2 separate regions of the Neogale vison genome follow, and region 2 is linked to region 1. The links are chromatin contacts, called in public Hi-C maps. All regions are on one chromosome and are shown on one strand. The core of a region is the stretch at or near the end of the contact, and the rest is flanking DNA. Distances in the headings are between cores, read along the strand shown. Region 1 overlaps CREB3L2 (cyclic AMP-responsive element-binding protein 3-like protein 2). Region 2 holds the start of CREB3L2 (cyclic AMP-responsive element-binding protein 3-like protein 2).

Region 1 (7,364 bases), core at 1,273-3,772:
CACAGACGTTCCCAGAAACGCAGAGGGAAGTCCAGTGGGTTACAATGTCCGATGTTCCCACTGATGGTAGTTTAAGCTTAGAAGTAGAAAATCCTGCTGCCTAAGCATCGCACCACGAAGACGGCAACCAAATTTAGTGTTATCAAATGACAGGCAAATAGATTTAACCTGATCCCTTAATGATTGCAAAATCATTATTAGGCATTAATGCTAAGCCTTGAGATGATTAAGTAATATTCTTCTTACCTAAAAGGCTATTTTTCTCGGCTTACATTGTCAGATCTGTAACAACTAAGGGCAACAGGATCCCCTAACGAATATTTTAATTTTTAAAGTGTAGTAGGCACTGCGTACACATACACACATTCTAGATTAAACTCCCCAACTCTTAACCCTATACCTTAACCCCTTTTTGTTAATCCTATACCTCAACCCCTTTCTCTTGCATATGACCCAGGATACCACTCAATACACTTCTCTTACATTTAGGCTCCAGAGACAAGTTGCCTGCATTCAAATGCAGCTCTATTATTTTCTGTGTGACTTTGGGCATATCACCTAACCATCTGAGTCTCAGTGATCTGCTCTATATAATGGGGATATTAATAGGACCACCTCATAGGGTTGCTGGAAGGTTAAGGAGCTGACATCTGTGATGTGCTAAAAACAACATCTGACAAGAAAGGGCTAGAAGAGCCTGTTAACTCACTCTGTCTCCAGATATTTTTTTAAATGGGTTTGAAATATCATTAATTTTTATAAACTGTAACTTAAAAAAAAAACAAACCTGGTGTCCTCTTTTCCTTTCACGAATAAACACCATCTGTTACTATGATTGGGTGACAATGAAGAGGCCAGTCCCTCCCGTCCACCTCTAAAGCTGAATGTCTTTTTCATGAGAAACAAACTTACCATCCTTATTCTCCTCCAAGCTTCCTGCCATGTATTTTAGGAAAAGTAAAGAGTGTGTGTGTGTGCGTGTGTGTGCGTGCAAGTGTGCGTGTGTGGAATATGGCCATCCCGAATGCCTTCACACCTTCCTCCTACTGCACCTTCCTCCTGGATCTGCCCTTCCCCCACTTTCCATTAGGCAGTTTCAACAGCTCTTCACTCCAGCGACACTCACCTATTGGTGTTCTCCAGAACCTCTACCTTCTTCCGAAGCTCCAAGTTCTCAGTTGAACAAGACTCCACCCTACAGAGGAGCAAGAGAGAAGACATTTAGTTGTATCAGTTGAGCAAATGCAGGTGGGGTTTGGAGAAGGAGGACTGGGCTTCAGCTACTCTAGGAAAGTGAGGGAGAGAGCCCAGCCAACCTCAGTTGGGAAGAAAGGTAAGAAGACAAAAGAAAAAAAGAGAGAGAGAGAGAGATGAGTAACACGTGCCTCGGAACAAGAAAATGAATAAGGATGGTACAAACTGTAAAGTCCTAGGGTGTTCCAACCTCGATTTCTTTTATTTCATCCCTATTGCTCTCAATGTCCATCACTCATCTCCCTCATCTACAGGAGCCTGGATGCTGCTGGCTGTAGTCTTGGCCAGAAGGACTGATAGGGATAGACAAGGGAGGAGGAGAAAAACGCAACGCCTCAAGATAAGGAATCCAGCTGCAGGAACATGCCTCCCAGAGGCATTAAAGACCATCTTGACCCTGAAGCCTACAGAAAATAATGAAACAGCATGGGACTACTTCATGCTCAATTACCAACACCTAACCTAGGAATGTAGAGAGTAGGAATGTCAAGTAGGAATGTCAAGAACCAGCCAGGATCTGCTCTTCTCCCCAGACACACAGGAAGATTCACTTCCGGGTCGGGGGCCTCATTTCTGGGTCAGGGGCCTCATTTCCGGGTCAGAGGCCTCATTTCCGGGTCAGAGGCCTCATTTCCATCTTAGACGGTATTTGTTGGTCAAGTGGAGAACTATATTTCTAAGGCTAATACAAAATTGCATCTCATTCATGTTTTTCGACAGCCCTCCTGATCTTCTGGACTACTCGGAAGAACAAAGGGTGCCTTCGAGTGTTTTTGTGGGTAGTAGCTAGCTTGAAGCATGAATTACAGTGGACGGAAAGTAAAGAACGCCGGCGCCACTCGCTGCGCGGCCCATGTGCCTTCTCTAGGGCGTGAGGGATGAATTAGCACTGCTCCTTTCGGCGGAAACAGTGCCTCTCCTCTGAGGAGAGTTCCAGGAACGGGAATGAGTGTTAATATTTGCACTTGTTTGCAAGGAAGCCTTCGAGGGCTTACTCTGTTTAGAAGTGCTGTGGTACCAACGCCTGCTAAGATTGAGTGCATTTTTTAACTTAAGGCCGTCCTTGTAAAGCCTCCCCCTCTCAAATCCACTAGGTGGCAGGCAAGACCTAGGGGATGGACCAACCGGCTTTGCTGGTGGCCAGAATGAACTTGATCCACTTTCCCTGAAAACAGAAGCTTGGCACACTCCCATTTTCCTAGGCAGATCACCCAGTAACACACCCAGTTTCGGCAGGAGGCTTACTTTTTCTCCAAGCTGTCCATGTATTCTTTCTTCTTTCTCCTACTTTCCTGGGCAGAAATCTGACACAGAAGGGGAGAAGAAAGGATTAACTTCCTGCCAGCTCCAGAAGTCAGTTGTGTGTAAATGGAAGAGAGGAGTCTGTTCGCACAGAAATCCCCAGAGTCCTGCTCATTTCTGTGGCCGTTCTTCATTGAGATAACCCGCTGGCTCATCTGTGAGTCATCTCTTCTGACCTCCCTGGTTTCAACCAGCCTGTGTGGTCACTAGTTCCCACCAAAGTGGGCCCCTCATGGGAAGCCTGGCAGGCTTGAGTCAGAACAGAACATGTGGGTCACACACCATCTATGTCATCTTCAATAAATGACTTCAACTCCATGGGCCTCAGTTGGCTCAACTAGAACAAGTACACCAAGACAGTTGGGCTTGGTCAGACATAACCCCCTTCCTGGTTCTGCACAGGGACCAAGAGTGGTAACTGAACTCTCTTTTTCTTTCTTTCTCTGTCTCTTGCCTTCTGGCCTGTCTGTACCCTAGCCATGCCCCCTGAACTCACCAGTCCTGATTTGCCCTGTAGGGACCTAGGGCTAGGAGACTACTAAATCCAGGCATAGGACAGCAGATTACAGGATTTTTTTTTTTTAAATCAAAAACCTAGTAAAAAAATTAAACACCCATAATGCATTTATATTATTTATAAATTATATACATGCCCACGAGAAGGAAATATTGTGTATACCATAAAACAGAAACTTAAAAGGCTGATGTAAAAAATATTAATGGGAGTTCTAATGTTTTCCTCTTAGCCCGGAATGGATCCCCATGGGCACCAAGGAATAGGCACACCCAATTTGGGATCCACTGACACAGAGGATGGGTAGAGGGACTAGAGGAACACAGAGGTCAGTGGGGACTGTGTTCCTGCTCCCCACTGAGGGGAAGGGCAAGACTGAGCCTTGTCCCCCTTGTCTTCCCTCCATGAGATGGGCCAGTGTTGGCCACTGGGAAGAGGGGGAATGGGGGTACCCAGGCTTAATTCTTGTCATGGTCTCTGATCATAAAAGCTCCTCGATTTAAAGGGCTCACCTTGTTCTTGATTTTCCTCCGAATCTTCTTCAAAGCCTTCTCCTCTGATTTTGTTAGAGGCAATTTGGTGGGGATGGGATAGCCCTCGGCGATCAGGGTCCTCTTCTCCTCTTCTGTCAGGACCAGTGGACCTGACCCTTGCAGTTTCTGTGCAGATTAAGAGGCAGAAAAAGGGTCAAAGCAGAACAAGTGGGCAACACTCAAGAAACATGCAGAATTCAGGGGCGCATGGGTGGCTCAGTGGGTTAAGCCTCTGCCTTCGGCTCAGGTCATGATCCCAGGATCCTGGGATCGAGCCCTGCATCGGGCTCTCTGCTCAGCAGGGAGCCTGCTTCCTCCTCTCTCTCTGCCTGCCTCTCTGCCTACTTGTGATCTCTCTCTCATGTCAAATAAATCAATAAAATCTTAAAAAAAAAAAAAAGAAACTTGCAAAATTCTGAGAGGAAAGGTTGCTCATATGCTTCAGGTGAGAGATGAGTAGTCTGAAGTGGAAGCAAAGATGGAGAACACAACCAAGGATTATCACTCAAGGGAAAGGGTGAAGAAACCTCCACCCATCAATTCCCAGAAGGTACCCCAGTGGGTAAAACATCAAAAGAAACATTACAGGATTCATTTCCCACATCTCGAGATTCATGGCCTTGGAGTGACGGGGGATTCACTTGGAGCTCTTGGTGAATGAGTGTCCTTGTTCTCCTGAAAACACAATTTTTCAAGATGCTCTCCACATATCAGGGGTCACTTCTTGTCCCCCACTAAAAGCTTAGGGGCCAGGGCTCCCAGAAATATACCTGCAGGCACATCTCATGGAAGTCTCTGGCTTCGGACAGTCCCAGATTGTCCATCAGCAGTGAAGACCCGGACAATAGCTCATCTCATTTAGCCCATCATAGAATGATGAAGCTGAGCGCCAACAACGTCTGAGCCCCACATTCAAGGTCATGGAACACTCCAAAGAAAAGGCATCTCTCAAATCATAGCTTGTGATCAAGACTGAGACTGAATTAATACACACGGAAGGCTGAGGGAAGTAAACATTATGCTGTAATACAACTCAATGTGCATTCAGAATCTGGGGATAGAGACACATGAGTGTGTGTGATAAGGAAAGGCTTAAGGGTAGGAGGGGAGACTGACATTGGGTTACAAGAAGGGGATGATTTACATAGAGAGAGGAGGGCATTCCAAGCAAAAGGCAGTATTCTGAAAAGCACTTGAAGATGCTGTCCTGTCTAGAATGGATAGGAAGTTGTTGAAACAGCAAAAGGTCAAGGTGCCCAGTATATAGTAGAAGTACTGGGGTTTGATACCAAGAGCTAATTAAGAAGCGCAAACAAGACACTGTAGGGACACCAGGAGGACTTCCTAACACAGCCACAGATCTAGAAATCTGTGGGGCACACTGACTTTACACTGTCAAAATTATATTAACTGAGAGATGATTTTATCATTCTTCAGATTTCATAGAAATCAATGAATTCTTCAGAATAGTAAAATGTTAATTCTCTGTCTCTATTTTTATCTGGAACAAGGTGTCCTTATACACATTAGGGATGAATGATGACTCCTGCTTTCCAACACGAGTCTCTGGGTTGGGAGCCGTACCACAGGCAAGAAAGTTAAACTATACTTTTGAGCTTTCAGCAACAAAACATTTCATCTCGGACAAAGTTTTAGGTTCATCAAAGACTGCTTATTTGAAAAACAAGTTATTTCCTATCATAGGCCACAGGATTACCAAAAGTGATGGTAAGTATTTGGGATGTGATTTTGAGGAGGAAGGCAACACAACAGTGTGACCCCTTCTGCTCTGGCTGCGTCCAATGAAACAAACAAGCGGTAACGCGCATGTGCACCGGGAAAGGGAGAGGATGGTGTTAGCACGAGATCAACAGGCAGGTCTTAAAAAGTGTTCTTCAAGGTGGCTATCACCCTGCTTTAGCAACTAAACCTAAGAGTTCCTTACAAGAACAAAAGTCAAGTGGCCTTGAAGGACACCCACTCCCAGCGAAGCTCCAAGGGACCAAAGGGTAAGGGCTGCCGGTGAAATACTCACGTGAGGGGCCGTGAGGAGAGGGGAGCTGGACAGGGCCGAGGGGGCCCGCGCCACGGCTCTGGCAGGGCTGTGGGTCTGCGGCAGGCCGAAGGGGTGCAGGCGAGGATTGGGGCTCAGGCTGCCCTCCGAGTCGCTGCTGTGGCTGCTGGGAGGGGTGGGGGGTAAGTGCAGGTGCTCCACGGAGGCTGAGGGAAAGAAAGCAGGTTTCATCCATCAGACAGCAACGAAGCAGGACCCGGAGGCGGTCAAACAGCTGCACGTCCACACAGCCGAACGCGGGTCAGCTGAACAAAGGGATGGAGATTCTGCGTGTGCGGACAGGGAAGGATCTCCGGTGTATTTTGTTAGGGGGGAGAGGGTAACATCGAGGTGCAGAATGGTATATAAAGGAGCCCTCCTTTTGTATGAAAGAGGAGAGCAGGGGAATACAGACTCCCATTTGTTCGTCTCTGCATAAAGAAACATGGGAAATACAGAAGAAATCAATAAAATTATGACCTCTTGGGGGATGGGGGAAATTAGGGTAAACCGTGGCAGGGCGCATAACTTCTCACTGTATTTGCTTCTTATCATTTATATCCTTTGACTTGTGAACCACGTTAATGGATCAGGTGCTTAAAAAAAAAAAAAAATTAGCAAAACCTGGAGCCCGAGAGCATTCCCAAAGGCTGCTTTGAGAAAAGCTCATTTGTTTCTGAAGGAATGTGCATGGCAGGGCCCCCAGGCAAGACGCCTGACATTCTTCCTTCAGAATATCCTAAATCCATCTGCAGCTAGGTAGGTAGGCACTGGAAAAGGGGCGCGTGTGTGTCTGTGTGTCTGTCTGTGTGTGTGTCTGTGTGTGCACGCGCGTGCGCGCTGGGGGAGCCTTGCTGCTCCACAGTCCCCTCGCCTCCCCTCAGGGAGTCACAGACAGGCTGTCCGCTGGAACGTGGGTGTCATCGGTCACACATCTCCAGGGCAGCGGGGATGGGCTCCAGAAGACACAATCCACTCTGAGTTCAAACTTACAGACAAAGAGCTATCCTTTTTCTGGTCTCCTTTCTATTCCTGCTAATCCAAAGTGCCTAGAGAGGCAGCCACTGTTTCTGAGCCAAGGGGCATAACCCTGGGTAAGCTTTTCACCCCACACTGCTTCGGGGCCCCCAAGACAACGGAGCCCTTTAGTACCAAAGGTGCAGCTCGGCCGGAGGAGAGCTTGGGGTCACGGAAAGGCTTCAGCCTCCTCTTCTCTCCTGAAACCAGAGACCACCTGAGGTGGGAAGGGCCTTCTGAGACACAACTGACCCACCAGCTCCCACCCAGAGCCAGTCATGGGCCTCCCGGCCATCCCTCCTGCCGCCCTCCCTGCTATTCACAGCACACAGCTCTTTCTCTGCGCCTTCCTCTCTTCGTTTTTTTCTAACATAGTACCTTCACTAGATCCTTCCCTTTTTCTCTGACAAAGTCTTGCCAAAGAGCCCCCTGGGCTTTGTACAGTCTGCAGGCACTTCGAAAGCTAAGGAATATTCTAAAATAATCCTTGCCATCTCTAATGCCAACATCGCTCCCAACGGTTCCAGGGGCCTTAAATATGCTTCCCCACCCTGCCAATTTGAATACCCTTTTTCTCCAATAAACTCCTAAAAATTTTAATATGCCTCAGTTTATCTTTTAACAATGGTGAGAAAAACCACCACCACCAGCAGCAGCAGCACAACAACAAAACCCAAGAGCAAGACCTATC
Region 2 (7,364 bases), core at 2,473-4,972, 83 kb after region 1:
TTGCAAAAATTGAAAAAAAAAATCCCTATTTTCCAGATTGTTAAACTGAGATATAAGAAAGTTGCCACGGTCATAAAGTTTAACAGAACCAAACTCACGGTTAACCCTCCATCCTTAGAGACCCTTTCCACTCAGAGCTGCTGCTTCCTCCTCTCTTCCCCCAAGGCCTCCACAGACTTGGGAAGTGTTGAGTTTTAGTGGAGCATCAGATCCTCTCTTCTTCCCCTGGAGAGACTCAGGCTAAGATTACCTCCAGTCCAGTGTTACATGGCACCTTTAGGTTTCAATTTTACATTTTTTTAATACATTCAGGAGTCAAAGTCAGAACAGCATACAAGGGATAGCTTGTAAATAACTCCCTCACCCTGCTTCCTCTCTTGACCTCCAATCCCCAGGTCCCCTTGCCAGAAACAATTATCCATTTCTTGAGCATCCTTCTGAATATGAACGGTGTATATATAAGTAGATAAAACGCATAGCCTGTTTTGCTCTTTAAATTACAGAACCCCACAACAAATTCCCAGAAATGTAATTTGCGCAGAATCTTACAGGAACACGACATACGTATTAGAAACGCCTAACATCCAGGTAGGCTTGGGGGAAGGAACCAGGTTTCTCACAAGCATTTCAAACCAGAAAAGAGACACCACACACTCCTCATCTTTAGATCCGCCATCTTTTCTAAACCCACGTTTAGCCCGTACATACTCCAGAAACAACAGTGTTCGTAAAAGTACTACTCGCTGATTTAAAATAATACATTGTCATCTGTACAGAAACTATTTTTTAAGCTCCAAAAGGAAGCCCAAAGCTCTCATAACCCAGGATCTAATGAGCAAATGCATATGCATTCTATCCACACACTTCATTATTTTGTAGACTTCTATCCTATCCCCCCCGCCACCGCCCAAACCTTTGTCCTTCTGAACCAAGAAGACTTCTTCACAACTAACCAAATGAGAAAAACACTGCTCCTGATGGTTCACAGAAGTTGCCAGAGATGGTATGTCCCAGCTTCAGGCAACTTGAACCTTCTCTGTTTTTAAAATCAAGCAGGTGACAGGTTTTGCTAAAACAGAGCATGAGCGACCATGCATGCGGTAACTAAATCCCTATTTAGACCTGGAGGTCAGGCTATTCCACATTTTGGACTAATAGCAATAATAACCAGCTCTGCAACTGGATACTCAACAGAGTTCAAGAAACAGATGGGAAAGTTATCTATGTTCAAATCTCTGGCAAACTCCCCTTAGTTTAGAGGGAATATAATCCAGTCATCTGTACGACTAAATCCAATACCTCTTTCAACACTAATTCATATACACAGTGTGTTGGCAATGACTTGTAGCAATGATGAGTGGCATTTTACAAGAGTGAACTGCCCAGAGGAGAGACACATCCCTAAGTGGCAGACATAAAAGTCGTTAAAAAAAAAAAAAAAAAAAAGTAGAAGAAACATAATCACACATCACTGCTTCATCACAACAACATTGAAAAACTGAGCTCTTAATACCAAAAGGAATGTAACAGTGCAGAAAGATCTTAACTAGAGCCAGTGCAAACGGTTCTGTCTGGACTTAAAGGTCATAATCACAGGTAGCAGCATCTCAAATCCTAGTCCGTGATCACACAAGTGCAAATCACAGGCTGAAAGGAAACCTGTATGGCTGCGCCTAATTCATGCCACCAGCTGAAAGACAGGCCCAAAGCTATGGCATGACAGCTGCTGGATGAGACATTTTCACAGTATGTTTAAGTACAAAAGAGAAGAGCCGCCCACCCCCCAACACAAATCCCGTGTCAGTAGAAACACCTGGAGCACCCAATCACCAGAAGACATTTGAAGACCAAGGTGCTCTAAGCTCTGTGCTAACTACAGGAAGCACATCTGGGCCCTCAATGCAAATGAAGCCCATGTGGTCTCCTCAGGGAAAGCCTCAGTGAGCAAAGCCCAGATTACAGTACACATCTGGCTTTCGCCCCAGCATGAACTACCACTCCCTCTCCACCCTGCACAAGCCATTCTCAGCCATCCCAAGTGCCTTGGTGGGAATCACAGGGAGGCCCTCATCCCTTTTCCCAAAATAACGTCAACCAGAGGCAAAGGCCAAGGAGGGAGGTGGAGCCTACAGGCCATTTTGCAAAAGTTTCAAATATCCTGGCACTGACCCCCTTAGAAAAATCATGAAGGGGAAACAGCCAAGCTTCTCGTTTTCTCATTAGTGATCTCTCTCTCTAGCCTCTCACTCTCTCTCTCCTCATTACAAACTTCGGCATTTCTAAGAAACAAAAACCAAACAGATCTCACATAAAATCATATTAACATTGCCGGCTGTTGGAAACAATTTCATTTCGCGAATGTAATACCAATGATTTGAAATTGAAACTTTTAAAACAAATGGGCAGAATTCCTGTGACACTTCAATCCCCAAAGGGGTCCCTGAGGCATAAGACTGAACAAAGAACCGGTGAGCCGTCCCACCTTCTCCAAAGCTTTTCTGCAATATGCAGCTGCCTCAGATTTTCCATACTTGCTGATCTTTCCCCTGAAGAGAGAGGAAGCAGACTGCTTGGCTGTACAGTTAAAGAGCCCAAATAAAGCAGTCTCTCTCCTCGTATCAAACGGGCTTTCCCAAACACACATATACGCACACACACGTGTACTTCCTGAAATATAAACAAAAAGTAAAGAGAGAGAAAGAGTCTGACAGCGAAAGAAAGAAAATGCCACTTGGTTTAGCTTTTTAAAAACCTTCCCACCAAGTCAGTAGCAAGCTCGACAGTGGCGCATTATCCTCCACCACGACCCCCTTCGGCTTTACAGTACTGACAGCAAGAGCAAATGACACTGCGATGTGAAAAAGACTCGGGAAAAGACTATAAATTGCCAAAGGAATACGAACTGTCACTACTGTTACCGAAACTTGAAAAGGGCCAGGGGCCCGCAGTTATCTCTTCGGATCGAAAAACCACACCTCTCCCTAGATCTCCTCTGGGCATCGCTGCCTCTTCCCAAAGACTTCCCACGTCCCTGTCCCCAGCAGTTCCCTTATTGACAGTGCTTCCCCCTCGCCAGCTGCCCGGCCCCCGCCCCGCGAGTCCTCACCGTAGGGTACATTAGAGCCTCGGTTTCCCCGGGCTCTGACAGCTCGCTCAGCTTGCGGTCCCACTGCAGGACGCTCTGCTCCCCGCTCTCCAGCACCTCCATGCTGGTCCGAAGGACGCTGGGCCGAGGATGCTGAGGGCAGCAGGGGAGCGGGCAGAGCCGCCTCGGAGGGTAAGGTCCGGCTCCGCGGGGCGTGTGTGCGTGTGTGCGCGTGTGCGTGAAGCTTATGCACTTAGGAAAAAACGTTCTCTGCTCTGCCCGACGGAGGAGTGCTCAGGGCTCCTGTCCGGGGTCCTCGGAAGTCTGAGAAGTGCCGGGGGAGACAGGCCGTCCAGGGATCCGGCTGAAGGCTGCGGGGGTTAAAGCACGGCGCGCATCCAAAAGGAAGGCAGGAGAGCAGCTCTCATGCCAAGAAAATCCCTTCGCAATAAGCCTACTCTCCGCTACTCCTCCAGACACAAACTTTGAGGCTCCCCAGGGCTCCTCAGTTCGGCTCCAGGACCCAGCTATGACTCCACCTCCTTCTAGGGAAGCGACCAATCGGATACTCACCTCGCCCGCCCTATCCAATCAGAAGTCTGGCTTTCCTCCCCGTCCCGCTCCGAAAGGCTGGGCAGAGGGAAGTCTCTGCCCAGGCTTTGGAATGTGGGCGGGGAGAGCCTTTGACGTCACCGGGGAACACCTTCTGCCTGAGCGCGACCAGCCACCGCTCTCTGAGGCAGCGGACCAATGGAGTGCTGGAGTCTGGGAGTGATGGACTGAGAGCTTGGCCAGTGATAAAGGGGCGCCTGGGAGGAACAGCCAACCAAATAGCGACAAGAATACATTTCATAAAGGAGGGCGGGTGAACTCCGTGCCCTCGGTTAGAATCCATAAAAGTTCTCGCGCGCTTGTGGAGGGGAAGAGAGCCGCTGTGTGGGCAGATTTATATACTGTCTTAAATATTATATATGCTTATATAGGGTCTTAAAGATTTTCTTAATGTATGTTAGCTCCTTTGAGTTTTGACATTTTTAAAAAATTAGTTACGTATTCACAAATATAAATATTCCGCATTGTGCGTGAATTTGTATTAGCACATTTCTAGCAAATAGTCATTGTCTGTTCCTCACGTTTTTCTCCCTAGTTTTCTTATGCTCTTCTCCTGACACGTTTTTTTATGGGCTTCATTTTTTCTTCTTTCAGTTCACTCTACAGACATTATTGATAAAAGTCAATGGCTTGCTTCATCAGGTCCTCAAGAGCTGTGAATTATGACTTTGAATTCGGGGACACCAGGTGGCTCAGTAAGTTCAGCGTCTGCCTTTGGCTTCGGTGCCGGGGTCCTGGGACCCAGTCCTGCACCCTGGGATAGTGCCCTGCATTGGGCTCCTTGCTCAGTGGGGTGTGTGCTTCTCCGACTGCCCCTTCCCCTCCTTCTCTCTCTTAAATAAATAAATAAATAAATAAGACCTTGAATTCACAGAACTTAGATGTCCGTGGAGGAGTCAGGCAATAAACAAAGGAAAAAGGGCATAATGTTTAAAAAAAAATTTTTTTAAGATTTTATTTATTTATTTGAGAAAGAGAGAGAGAGCACACATGGGGGAAGAGCAGAGGGAGAAGGACAACCGGACCCATGCTGAGCCCAGATCCCCACTAGGGGCTCCATCCCATGATCCCAAGATCATGACCAGAGCTGAAATCCAAAGTCAATGAATAGTGAGTGGCATGCTGTACTTTCAGAAAGGGGTAACTGGTATAAAGAAAATAAAAGCGGGCGCCTGGGTGGCTCAGTGGGTTAAGCCGCTGCCTTCGGCTTAGGTCATGATCTCAGGGTCCTGGGATCGAGTCCCGCATCGGGCTCTCTGCTCAGCAGGGAGCCTGCTTCCCCCTCTCTCTCTCTGCCTGCCTCTCCATCTACTTGTGATTTCTGTCAAATAAATAAATAAAATAAAATAAAAAAGAAAGAAAAGCAAGGTGAGGGTATGCAGGCAGTTCTGTGCTATTTTAGATAGCACTCAGGGAAGCTCCTTGGAAAGTGACATTTGAGCAGGGACCTGGATGAAATGAGATTTGGGGAGGAGCTGGTGTTTTGCTGACAGACAGGGAGGCCCCATATGGCTGCAGCAAGACTCGCCAGGTGTAGTGAGTGTTGGGAGAGGAGGCCTGAGAGATGGGCAGGGACCCGATCACCAGGCTGCCTAGATTAGGGAAGAGAGAGCCTATTCTAACAGTCTTCCCCCAACACTGTGATTTTTCTTTCTTTCTGGACTCCTCCCTTAAGGGAATCAAAGTTGTTGGAAATATAATTTGCTCATTTTATTTTTAGCATTTTTTATTAGTTTGCTTATTTTAAATATAAAGGAGTCTACCAGTTGTCTCAAGTTTCTTACAATGGCACATTCAGATATTAAGTATTACTTCCTCTCCTTTGCAAGTTTTTCCCGGTGAGTGGGGTCAGTCAAAGGTCTTGGAACTCTGTGGTCTTTAAACAGTGGATTATCATGTGAACTATTCCATTTGTCTGGTCCTATCTCCTGGGACTTTTGAGAATACTTTAAAACTTGAGTAGAAATTCCAGTTTATGGGCATGTACCATCTTTGTGTAATTAGGTTTCTCACTCTTCTCTTGGTCCTTGGTTTTCATTTTTTGATCTGCTGCCCCCTTCACCACATCCTTTTAGCATAACTCTCAACATAAGTAAGTGAGAAACATGTACATTCTCCTTAATGTTAGAATACAAACCTTTATCAAACATTTCTGCTTTTGACAAAATCAGCCCCTAGTTAAGACCCATGTGGTAGGCAGCTTCAAAGATAGCTCCAGATACTCTGCTTCTTGGTGTTTATACCCTCGTGTAACTCCCTGACCTTCAGTGTGGGCTCGACTTCCTTCAAACACATAGAATATGGCAAAAGTAATGGGCTTTCAAGAAAGATTCTGGCTCCTCACTTGCTTGACCTCTCTTCCTCACTTGCTTGCTTGCTCCAAGGAAAACCAGCCGCCATACTGTGAGCTGCCCACATAGCAAGGAACTGAGAAAAATGTCCAGCCAATAGCCAGCAAAGAACTGAATCCCTCAGTCCAACAACACTTGAGCAGTTGCATCCTGCTAATAACCATGTGAGTGACCCTGGGAACAGATTCCTCCCCCCAACCCCAAGTTGAACCTGAAGATAACTGTAACATTATCAGAGACTCTGAACCAGGGGACTCAGCTAAACTGCTCCCAGATTCCCAGACTACATATACTAAAGGTAATACATGTATGTTGTTTTAAGCCACTAATTTTTTTCTTCCTAAGTAATATAATAGTTGGTACTCTAAATGTTTGATGAAATATACCTGTACTCCAAAAATACTGTCACAATCCCTAATGGTGAGTTTTTTCATCCTCCTTCGAGGATGTTCATGTTTCCTTCTTCCATTCAGCGTACACAAGACTTCACGCCAGCTCATTTCTCGTTCTACACTTGAGTCTAACATCTGTCCCTTTCCATCTCATTCTTAGCATTGAGCAAGTGTGATGACTTTCCCCCCACCCAGCTCTCTGTCATCCTTAAAAAGCAGCAGCACTTACTTCCCTGTCTTTTTTCTTTTCTTTTCTTTTTCTTGTCTTTTCTTTTCTTCTTTGAGATATAATTGACATATAACATTAGTTTCAGATGTACAACATAATGACTCAATATTTGTATATATTGCAAAAAGATGACCGTAATGTCTGGCTGTAGTCAACATGATGTATGCTACATTCCCAGGACTTAATTATTTTATAACTAAGGTTGATACCTTTTGACCAATTTCACCCATTCTGCCTGCCCTCTCCTGCCTGTGGTAGCCACCAATCTGAACACTTTGTATCTATACATTCAGTTTTTTGTTTTTATTTTTATATCCCACATATAAATGAGATTAGATGGTATTTGTCTTTGTGTCTGACTTATTTCATTTAACATAACACCCTCAAAGTCCATCTGTTTTGTCGCAAATGGCAAGATTTCCTCTTTATGGATAAATAATATTCCATTGTGTATATATACCACATTTTTTTATTCATTCGTCCACTGATGGACACTTAGGTTATTTCCATGTCTTGGCTATTATAAATAATGCTGCAGTGAACATGGGGCTACAGATATCTTTTCTAGTTAGTGGTTTTCTTTCCTTCAGGTGAATACCCAGAAGTGGAATTGCTGGACCATATGACAGTTCTATTTTTAGTTTTTTGAGGAATGTCCATACTGTTTTCCATAGTGCCTGCACCAATTTACATTC

Evidence for each region. A called contact is a pair of places that touch in the nucleus more often than the background predicts.
Region 2: a contact with region 1 is called in a Hi-C map of fibroblasts, with 11 times the contacts expected there. The contact joins the promoter of CREB3L2 here to the enhancer-like site in region 1. A contact is called at or near these places in 2 of 3 Hi-C or Micro-C datasets (fibroblasts and muscle).

Annotation. Positions count from the first base shown.
Region 1 is chr4:215,865,294-215,872,657 of ASM_NN_V1, forward strand. CREB3L2 (cyclic AMP-responsive element-binding protein 3-like protein 2) reads right to left here. Exons shown (of 12, transcript XM_044246663.1): 5 at 5,639-5,823; 6 at 3,583-3,729; 7 at 2,500-2,558; 8 at 1,127-1,195. Among named protein-coding and RNA genes, the nearest start is that of DGKI, 52 kb to the left of the region's middle. Within about 2 kb of position 2,523, the one cell type or tissue checked has open chromatin away from gene starts, as enhancers often do. A contact at or near this core is called in fibroblasts, where this site is marked.
Region 2 is chr4:215,946,701-215,954,064 of ASM_NN_V1, forward strand. It overlaps CREB3L2 (cyclic AMP-responsive element-binding protein 3-like protein 2), which reads right to left and starts at 3,723. Exons shown (of 12, transcript XM_044246663.1): 1 at 3,659-3,723.